Regions from separate parts of the Mus musculus genome. Here region 1 is linked to region 2. The links are chromatin contacts, called in public Hi-C maps. All regions are on one chromosome and are shown on one strand. Each heading gives the region's core, a stretch centred on a gene start, on an enhancer-like site or on the middle of the called end of the contact. The rest is flanking DNA. Distances are from core to core; before and after follow the strand shown.

Region 1 (4,181 bases), core at 144-2,643, 5.1 Mb before region 2:
CACACCAACATCCCCCACCAATAAACTGTTCTTCAGTTACTAGTACACAAGTTTTCAGTCTTTTTTTTTTTTTTTTTTGGTTTATTCGAGACAGGGTTTCTCTGTATCGTCCTGGCTGTCCTGGAACTCACTTTGTAGACCAGGCTGGCCTTGAACTCAGAAATCTGCCTGCCTCTGCTTCCCTAGTGCTGGGATTAAAGGCGTGCTTCAGTCTTTTATCTTTTTCTTTAAGTACCAGAACTGTGTGACTCAGTCTTAGGTGCATAACCCACAAAGCCCTTTTTTGAGCCATGGGGTTGGGGGGTGGGGGGTGTGTGCTCGTCAAAGCATCTTCACCTATGCCATCCATCTAACCTACTGCTTCTCTCTGGAACATAAACAACGTACATGAAGTATGCAACACCCGAACGGTATCCTTCCAACTCAGCCACCAATGAACATGAGCTTCTATCATCCATGTTACTTCCTTTAAAGCTTTTATGCCTAACACATCAAACACTCAGTGCTGGTTATGTAAATGAACTTAGACAGGGACTTACTGTGACACTCAGGATAAAAATCTAATAATCACTTCTTGTTTTTAACAAACAAACAAATGGCACGGAGTCAACACTATATACAGGAGTGATGAGACATCACTGCAGCCGGATGGACTTGACTTCCAACCTCTGAGCCTCACTTTCCTGAGTACCACCTCTCTAAGTTTTAGTTCTACCGGTAAATATAATAACTACGTACCTATGTTCCATGGGGAATGCAGGAATTAAATAAGTATACGTTGATAGAAAAAAGGCGCACTACATATTACCTATTGTCGTTATCACAACGTGATGAACACAACGTGACATACAGCCTAAGACATGATTTCTACTAAATAAAAGGTCAGGGAACTTTGGCTGAGCTTAATGTCCTTCGTTTTCTCCTCCCTCGCGCCACTCCCCCAAGAAATCTCCAGTTAACTCCGAGTTCATGGAAACTTGTTGCGTGTCGAGCACTTATGAGAACTATCGACATAAAGTAGCAGGTTCCTTTTTACTCTCGGGGCTGCTGTCCCGCCGAAAGGCATTCGAGTCATGACTCGGACAAGCTAAGAAGAAAAGAGGTGGCTCGTAATTATGGGTCCCACTTGGGACAGAAGCTCTCGGGACAGTGTCGGGGCCCGACGCAGGCCCGGGTGACTCGGCACCTCCGCCACCAGGTCCAGGCCCTCCCTGCCAGCTCCAGGGGCAACTCTGGCATCATCCGGTTCGCGATCCCCGGTCAACTCACCATGACTGACAGCGTTTGGTGATGCCGCTTCTTTTCCTGAACCTTACAATAAAAACCCACAGCTCCCTCTTTGCAGTCCAGGCCACTGCTCTGAAACCCAGAAACCGCGAGAGGCTCGCCGGAAGTGACGGAACACCGCAGGGGATGGGGTACGGAGGCCTGAAGTCAGCGGCGGAAAAACAGAAAGTCATGGGAAGGCCTGAGGTTTGAATATTACTTAAAGTAAACATTAAAACACTTGATAATTGATTTCACAGGATAGCGACTGTTTATAATGTTTAGATAGTACTCTCTTCCAAACAACTTGATAGGAGCCGTTCTCCTTACGGACTACAATACCCAGAATGCAGCTAGAGTTTCCGGCGTTGATCCCGGCCATCATGGATTCGGGCGGAAGTAATCTATAGCTCACTCTAATTCGACGAACCGTGTATTGGAAACTTATTGGAAACACATTCAAATAATGTGTGACTGAATTTACTTTATGTCTAAGAGTATATTGTTTTCTAAGTATGCCAGGGTCAGATAATAGACCTTCCTTCCCGAAGTAAAGATGTCTGCCAAACATAGGTGGTTTTGGGTGACTGGACGTTAGCGTCAACACCGGCAACAAGGTTCGCAGCCTGAGGAAAGATGTTTCATTTTTTGAGGGACGGGCGGGTCTTATCCAGCTGCGAATAGCAGAGCATTATTGGCTGTCCCCAGTAGGAACCAATCAGAAAGGAGGAAAGGCTAAGAATTATTGGCTGCTGGCGTGGACCAATCAGAAGAGCTGTGATTTGGCGGGAGTCTTGACGACCTCCGGGGCTGTCCGTGTCTCAGCGCCAGTTCTAGGTATCCGCCGCTGTGGCTATGTTCGTGACCGATTTCCGCAAGGAGTTCTACGAGACGGTCCACAACCAGGTGACTCCCATTCCACGATCCTGATCCAAACCTTATCTGGGGGCTGGGGAGAAGAGGGCGAGTGTCCGTGGATGGGCCGGGAGGTCAGAGAGTTGCCACAGAGTTTAGCGTCCCTGTGTTCAACTCATCTGTCCACGTTTGCTTCTACAGAGGGTCCTTCTCTTTGTGGCCTCGGACGTGGATGCCTTGTGTGCTTGCAAGATCCTCCAGGTGAGCTTTGAATACCTTAGGAAGGTAGGACAGGAGGGAGAGGTGACAGATCAGGGTTGGCCCCAGCAGGGGGTAGGTCACAGAAGGGGAGGGACCAGAAGGAGCAGGCAGGAGGTGAGGAACCCAAAATATCCTCTCTGACCTATACTGGAGCTAGAGAGAAGTATAGTGCAAACAGTGAGACAAGTACGTAGTGTTTTATACAGTAACCCAAGTGAAAATGGTTTCACTTCTGAAATCTTTGAATTTGTAAATGACCTCTCAAAGATGGAATTTGAGAGAGGAGATGTGACAGTGGGGAGTGGTATAATAGGGAGTGCAGGAAATACAGGAGCCCCGAGTCTATTAGAGAAGATTGTTAGTTTGGGCTCTGACCATAGTGTGGTTTGTTTTTTTGTTTTTGTTTTTTCAAGACAGGGTTTCTCTGTGTAGCCCTGGCTGTCCTGGAACTCACTTTATAGACCAGGCTGGCCTCGAACTCAAATCCATCTCCCTCTGCCTTCCGAGTGCTGGGATTAAAGGCGTGCGTGCGCCACCACACCCGGCTCATAGTGTGGTTTTTACAATGTGCTGGGGTTAGGAATTTTTCAGAACCCCTGTAATTAAAATTAGGGTATTTTTTTTCTCTTAATGTTTTACTTTGGCACACTGTACAGATTCAGATTGAATTCTTGCTCACAGCCTTGCCACGTAGCTTCTCCTATTGACCTTTTACCAAACAGCATATCACATAGATCTTTGTCTCAACTCAACTAGTCTGCTTCTGGTGATTGCAGGTAAGTTATCTTTAATGAGGGTTTCTGACCACATGCTCTCTCTCCAGGCCCTGTTTCAGTGTGACCACGTCCAGTATACGCTGGTTCCGGTTTCTGGGTGGCAAGAACTTGAAACTGCATATCTTGAACATAAAGAGCAGGTATGAACTAATGAATTGGAGAATAATTAGGCCACTCTACTCAGTGGCAGGTTCTTAATACTTAGCATTTGTCCAGTTCTGAAGTAGGAGAAGGGTGTTTTTGAAGTATCAGTTTTATTAGGCTTAAAGTTATGGTGGCGGAATCAACATTTGCCAAGGAACCACCAATTTAAGGTAGGTTTGAACTACATCTAGCAAGACTGAGGCCAGCCTGGGCTACACGACAAGATCCTGTCTCAAAAATAAAAACAGTTTAGTTGTGGGCAGCACCTACTCTGACCTCACTTGTTGTTTCCATTTATTTATTTATTTTGTATCCCATATCAGCCTCCTTCCTCCTAGTTACCCCCCCCCACAGTACCTCCTCCTATTCCCTTTTCTGAGAAGGAGAACCACCCCCCCTTACAGGGTGTTACCCCCCCCACCCCCACCCTCCCAGCTCATCAAGTCACTGCAGGACCTCTCCCACTGAGGCCAGACAAAACAGCCCAGTTAGGGGAATGGAATCCACATAAAGGCAACAGAGTCAGAGCAGCCCCCTCTTGAGTTGTTGGGGATCCACGTGAAGATGAAGCTGCACTTGCTACATATGTGTGCAGGGGGAGTGGGGGGCAGCAGGCTAGATCCAGCTCATGCTTGCTCTTGGGGAGGGGGTTCAGTCCTAACCTCACTTATTTCATTAGGATACACTACTGCTCTATGTTATCTCTAGAAAATGCATTCCAGTTATCAAACACGTTTTCACTTTGGAATTAAACGGTAGAACCAAGACTCCTTACCTCTGCCTGGGACCAGATGAGAATGGGTTATTGAAGGCCCTATAGGGAATGGGTAGGGCATGTCAAAATGCATTTGGAGTCCCTGGCTGCTTCTAGGATGACTT
Region 2 (4,236 bases), core at 230-2,729:
CCAGCAAGTCTAAGGTTCTAGTACTTGTTCAGTCTCACAAGGCTGGATGTCTAAGTTGGTCTTTTGGAAGGAGGGCCTCAATGCCAGTGAAGGAATGGACTTCCTACAGGGTAAGCAGGCAAAGAGTAAGCGCTTCCTTCTTCCAGGTCCTTACATAGGCTGCCAGCAGAAGGTTGGCCCAGATTAGAGTTGTGTCTTCCTACCTCAAGATCTAGATTAAAGGTGTGTGTCTTCTTGCCTCAAGATCTGGATTAAGCATGTATGTCTTCCTACCTCAGAGGTCTGGACTAGAAGTGAATTCACTCACTGTAAATCAAGCAGGAAATCTCTCACAGGTGTGCCTTCCATTTCTGAATTGTAGCTTAGTACAGATATTGTCAAGTTGACACCCAAGAATAGCCATCACACGGGGTCTCATTTACTCTTTGGAGGATAAATATTGGAAAGATTACAGTTGTTAACAGCCAACTATCTAGCCCCTGTGAACACTTTATCTCTGGAATAAGCCAGCAGGGGCTGGCTAACAAAATCCTGAAACTCTTTGAGGTGAGCTGAATGTAGGGCTGGAGAGATGGCTCAGAGGTTAAGAGTACTTGCCACTTTTGTAGAGTGTTAGGTCACAAAGTAGGCTCCCAAAAATGGCTCTGCCTTTTCTGATTACCTAACACTCTCTGCTGCAGAATTTTGCTCTTTATCTCCATAGCAACTATCATGTTTCCAAGTAGCAAGTCTGATGTCTGCCTGGCTTTTTTTTTTTTTTCTTCTTATCCAAGTTTTACGCTGCAATGGGACAACCACCATGATTTGTCATCACAGTGTCTCTCTTCTACCAGAGTGGCATAGAACCGGAACTCAGTCAATATGGGGCATAGAGATGGTTCCGTGGGTAAGAGCACTTGCTGTGGAGTCATCCAGACTCATGGACAAATCCCCAGCACCCATGAAAAAAAAGCTAGGCACAGCCCTGCAATCTTGTAAACCCAGTGTTGGGAGTCAGAGACTGGCATTTTAGGCGCCACTCCGGCTGAAACAAGTTCAGTCAGTGAGAGAGACCCTGTCTCAAGGAAGGTGGAGAACAAGAACAGCCACGGGAGGTCCTTCTTTGCTTACTACTAGTGATCACCGACCGCCACACAAATGCGCACGTATACTTCTCCAACACTTTACCCCACAAATTAAGCAAGAATTATATATTTGTATATATAAAATTAATTTAAAAATTTTTAGACAGACTCTCATTATGTTCCCTAAGCTGGCCTCGAATTTGCAAATTCTCCTGCCTCATCCTTCTCAGACTGGAATTATAGACCCAGGGGAAACCAGTCCATATGTCTCTTGATCAACCAGGTTCAGGACAGGAAACTTCTCCAACATATGGGCCAGGCCTTGAGACTTTGATAGCAATGCCCCTTTTTCCTTTCTAGGCAGCCCGGAGGGCCCGGGCTCCGCCCCTAACGTGACACAGATCTGACGCAGGCGCAGCGGCGCGCGCTGTTTCCGGAAGTGTCCTGTGCTGTTTCGTGGCGGCCTCCGACATCCCCACGCTGCTTTTGCTGCGGAACTCTGCGCGTGGACCGGCGTCAGCCTGGGCGGGGCCAAGGTTCCGTCTGCGCCGCAGGATGGAGATAATCCGGAGCAGTGCGTGTCCGCCGCACAACCCCCATCCCTGTCCTCAAGCCCACCTAGCGTGCTAGGCCCAGACCTCTCGAGTTTAGCGGGGCCCGGGACAAGTCAGTCCCGCCGGGCAATACTTCCTCTGAAAAGCGGTGCTGCTGGTGGGACTTGTCGCTCTGCAAAGCGTGCACCTTTGGCATCCATGCCTTTCTTTTCCCTGCTCACCTGCTCAGGGCTAGCCCTTTTCAGTCGTGCATACTTTATCTAGTGACCCCTGGAGGAGGTGTCCCTTGTGGTCCTTGAACACTTATTCCGCTTCTCCGATGCCCCGGGAGCTCCTCCGGCCCTTTCTCCCATCTCCCTTTAGTTGGTGGGCAGGAAGGCAGGCCACCTGTTCTGAGCCTTTTCTTGGTTTCTCTGCAGATTTTAAGATTAATCTTCACAAAGTGTACCAGGCCATAGAGGAGGCTGACTTCTTCGCCATCGATGGGGAGTTTTCAGGTATCACTCCCTTGAAAGCTCTGGGCTTACACCTTGTATTGCAAAGGCTCCCTGCCTCCTTCCTCACTGGTCATGGCAAAAGCCTGGGAGAGATGTGGTTTTGTGGTTGGTCAGGGCGTGAGATTTTTGGATAGAGATTATGGTTCTGGTGCTGTTTAAACTAATTTAGGTGTATATGGTTAAAAAGCAGGGGGTTTAGGTTGAGGTCTTTTTCCTGTGACAAAATACACCTATCCAAGTTTATCATTTCGAAATGCACACACTACACACACACACAAATATGTATATGTATATGATGAGTGGAGGCCAGAGGTTGTTTTTGGGTAGCTTATGTTTAAAATAAGTTTTCAACGTGTTTCTCTTGTTGAATCTAGAGCTGGGTATTTTACTAAGATGGCTGGCCAGCAGGCCCCCCGAATCTGTCTCTCCTACAAGATCCATGCTGGGGTTACAGGTGCCAGGATGACAGCTGTGGGGTCCTGTTACTGTGTGCTGACATGCTCAGTTTTTATATGGTGAAGGTCCAAACTCAGGTCCTCGTGTTTGCATGGCAAGCACTTTACGCTTCAAGACATTTCCTAGCTCTATTGCATTTGTTCTTAAGTGGTTTTGGAATTTGGTAGCATTAACTACACTCATGTTGCTGTCCAGCTGGTATCCTCCAGTTCTGGATTTTTTTTTTTTTTTCTTTTTTGGTTTTTTGAGACAGGGTTTCTCTGTATAGCCCTGGCTGTCCTGGAACACACTCTGTAGACCAGGCTGGCCTCGAACTCAGAAATCCGCCTACCTCTGCCTCCCAAGTGCTGGGATCAAAGGCGTGCGCCACCACGCCCGGCTTTTTCTATCTTAAATAGATAACTACTCATGGAATTATTCTATTACTCCCTTTAGCCTCTACCAGCCATCATTTGTCTTTGATTGTGACCACTCTAGACACATCATGTAAGAGGAAACCTATAGTATTGTGAGACTGGCCAGGGCTGTACTTAGACGACAAATAAGGATATTACTTAATGCTTTAGTACAAGTCTTCCTTGGTTAGCTCAGTAGACCCACATGTGCTACGTATGCGTTTAAGTATGTGTACACACATGTGCATGAATAGATGCTGGAGTTCAACACTGAATGCTTTTCCTCAACCACACTCTATTTTTTGAGGCAGTGTCTCAACCTGCAATGCACCTGGTCGCCCAGTGTGCTTCAGGGATCCGCTGCTCTCGGCAGTGCTGCACGGAGCTGTTTGCATGGGTTCTAGGGATTCCAGTTCAGGTCCTCACGCTTACACAGCAAGCAGTTTGCTGACTGAGCCATCTCTCCATCCTGTAATTATGATTTCTCTGTGAATGTAAGAATCCAGCCTAGGCCCTCATGTGCAAGGCAAGCAAGCACTTCTACCAGTGAACTACACCCACAGCACAGATGAATGTTAATTTTTAAAAAGTGTGATACAGGCACTTTGAATTAATTTTAACTAATGGGAATATGAATAAGCACTGGAGACTGACACACTAGCATTTATGAAGCAGCCTAATATCTGTTTTTTATGATCTAGGAATCAGCAATGGACCCTCAGTAACAGCATTAACAAGTGGTTTTGACACCCCAGAAGAGAGATATCAGAAGCTTAAAAAGGCAAGTGGGTATTCTCAAAAGCCCTTTCCTTTCTCCTGTGGCTCCTCTTGCTACTGAATTACAGAAAGGCGGAATCATTAAATTTACACTTGCATGTTTTCTAAGTGAGGTGCATCTTTTCAAATCTAGCCAGAAAGTTACATTTTAGTGATGTTTAAAAAAAATAACAAAATGATTGTTTATTGTTCTCTGAAAGACATTCTGGGGAAGGGCTATTACCTTTGAATATTAATTCAATATGTAGGAAATAAGTATGATGTAGTTGAAAGGATCAGTATTGGCTCAGAAGCCCCCAGACCAAGCTCGCAACACACAGGACATGTTTTTGCCCCAGAGGAATAAGAGATAAACATAAGAGAGGGAGGACAAGGGAGAAGGGAAAGGGGGCAGAGAGATGGGGCAGGGGTATTTGTATGGAGGAACAAAAGGCTGCCTCTGGATAGAGAGGAGACAGACATAGTCCATAGGTAAATGAGGGTTTTTAAAGGT

Evidence for each region. Hi-C and Micro-C count contacts between places; a contact is called where the count stands out from the background.
Region 1: a Hi-C map of regulatory T cells shows a contact between it and region 2, with 5 times the contacts expected there. The contact joins the promoter of Ufd1 here to the promoter of Parn in region 2. A contact is called at or near these places in 1 of 39 promoter capture datasets (cranial neural crest) and 2 of 484 Hi-C or Micro-C datasets (CD4 T cells and regulatory T cells).

Annotation. Positions count from the first base shown.
Region 1 is chr16:18,809,506-18,813,686 of GRCm38.p6, reverse strand. It overlaps Ufd1 (ubiquitin recognition factor in ER-associated degradation 1), which reads right to left and starts at 1,393. Exons shown (of 12, transcript NM_011672.4): 1 at 1,270-1,393. The coding sequence starts at 1,272. Cdc45 (cell division cycle 45) reads left to right here and starts at 1,715. Exons shown (of 19, transcript NM_001358206.1): 1 at 1,715-2,172; 2 at 2,323-2,382; 3 at 3,206-3,298. The coding sequence starts at 2,122.
Region 2 is chr16:13,665,413-13,669,648 of GRCm38.p6, reverse strand. Parn (poly(A)-specific ribonuclease (deadenylation nuclease)) reads left to right here and starts at 1,479. Exons shown (of 24, transcript NM_028761.3): 1 at 1,479-1,638; 2 at 2,038-2,115; 3 at 3,668-3,747. The coding sequence starts at 1,620.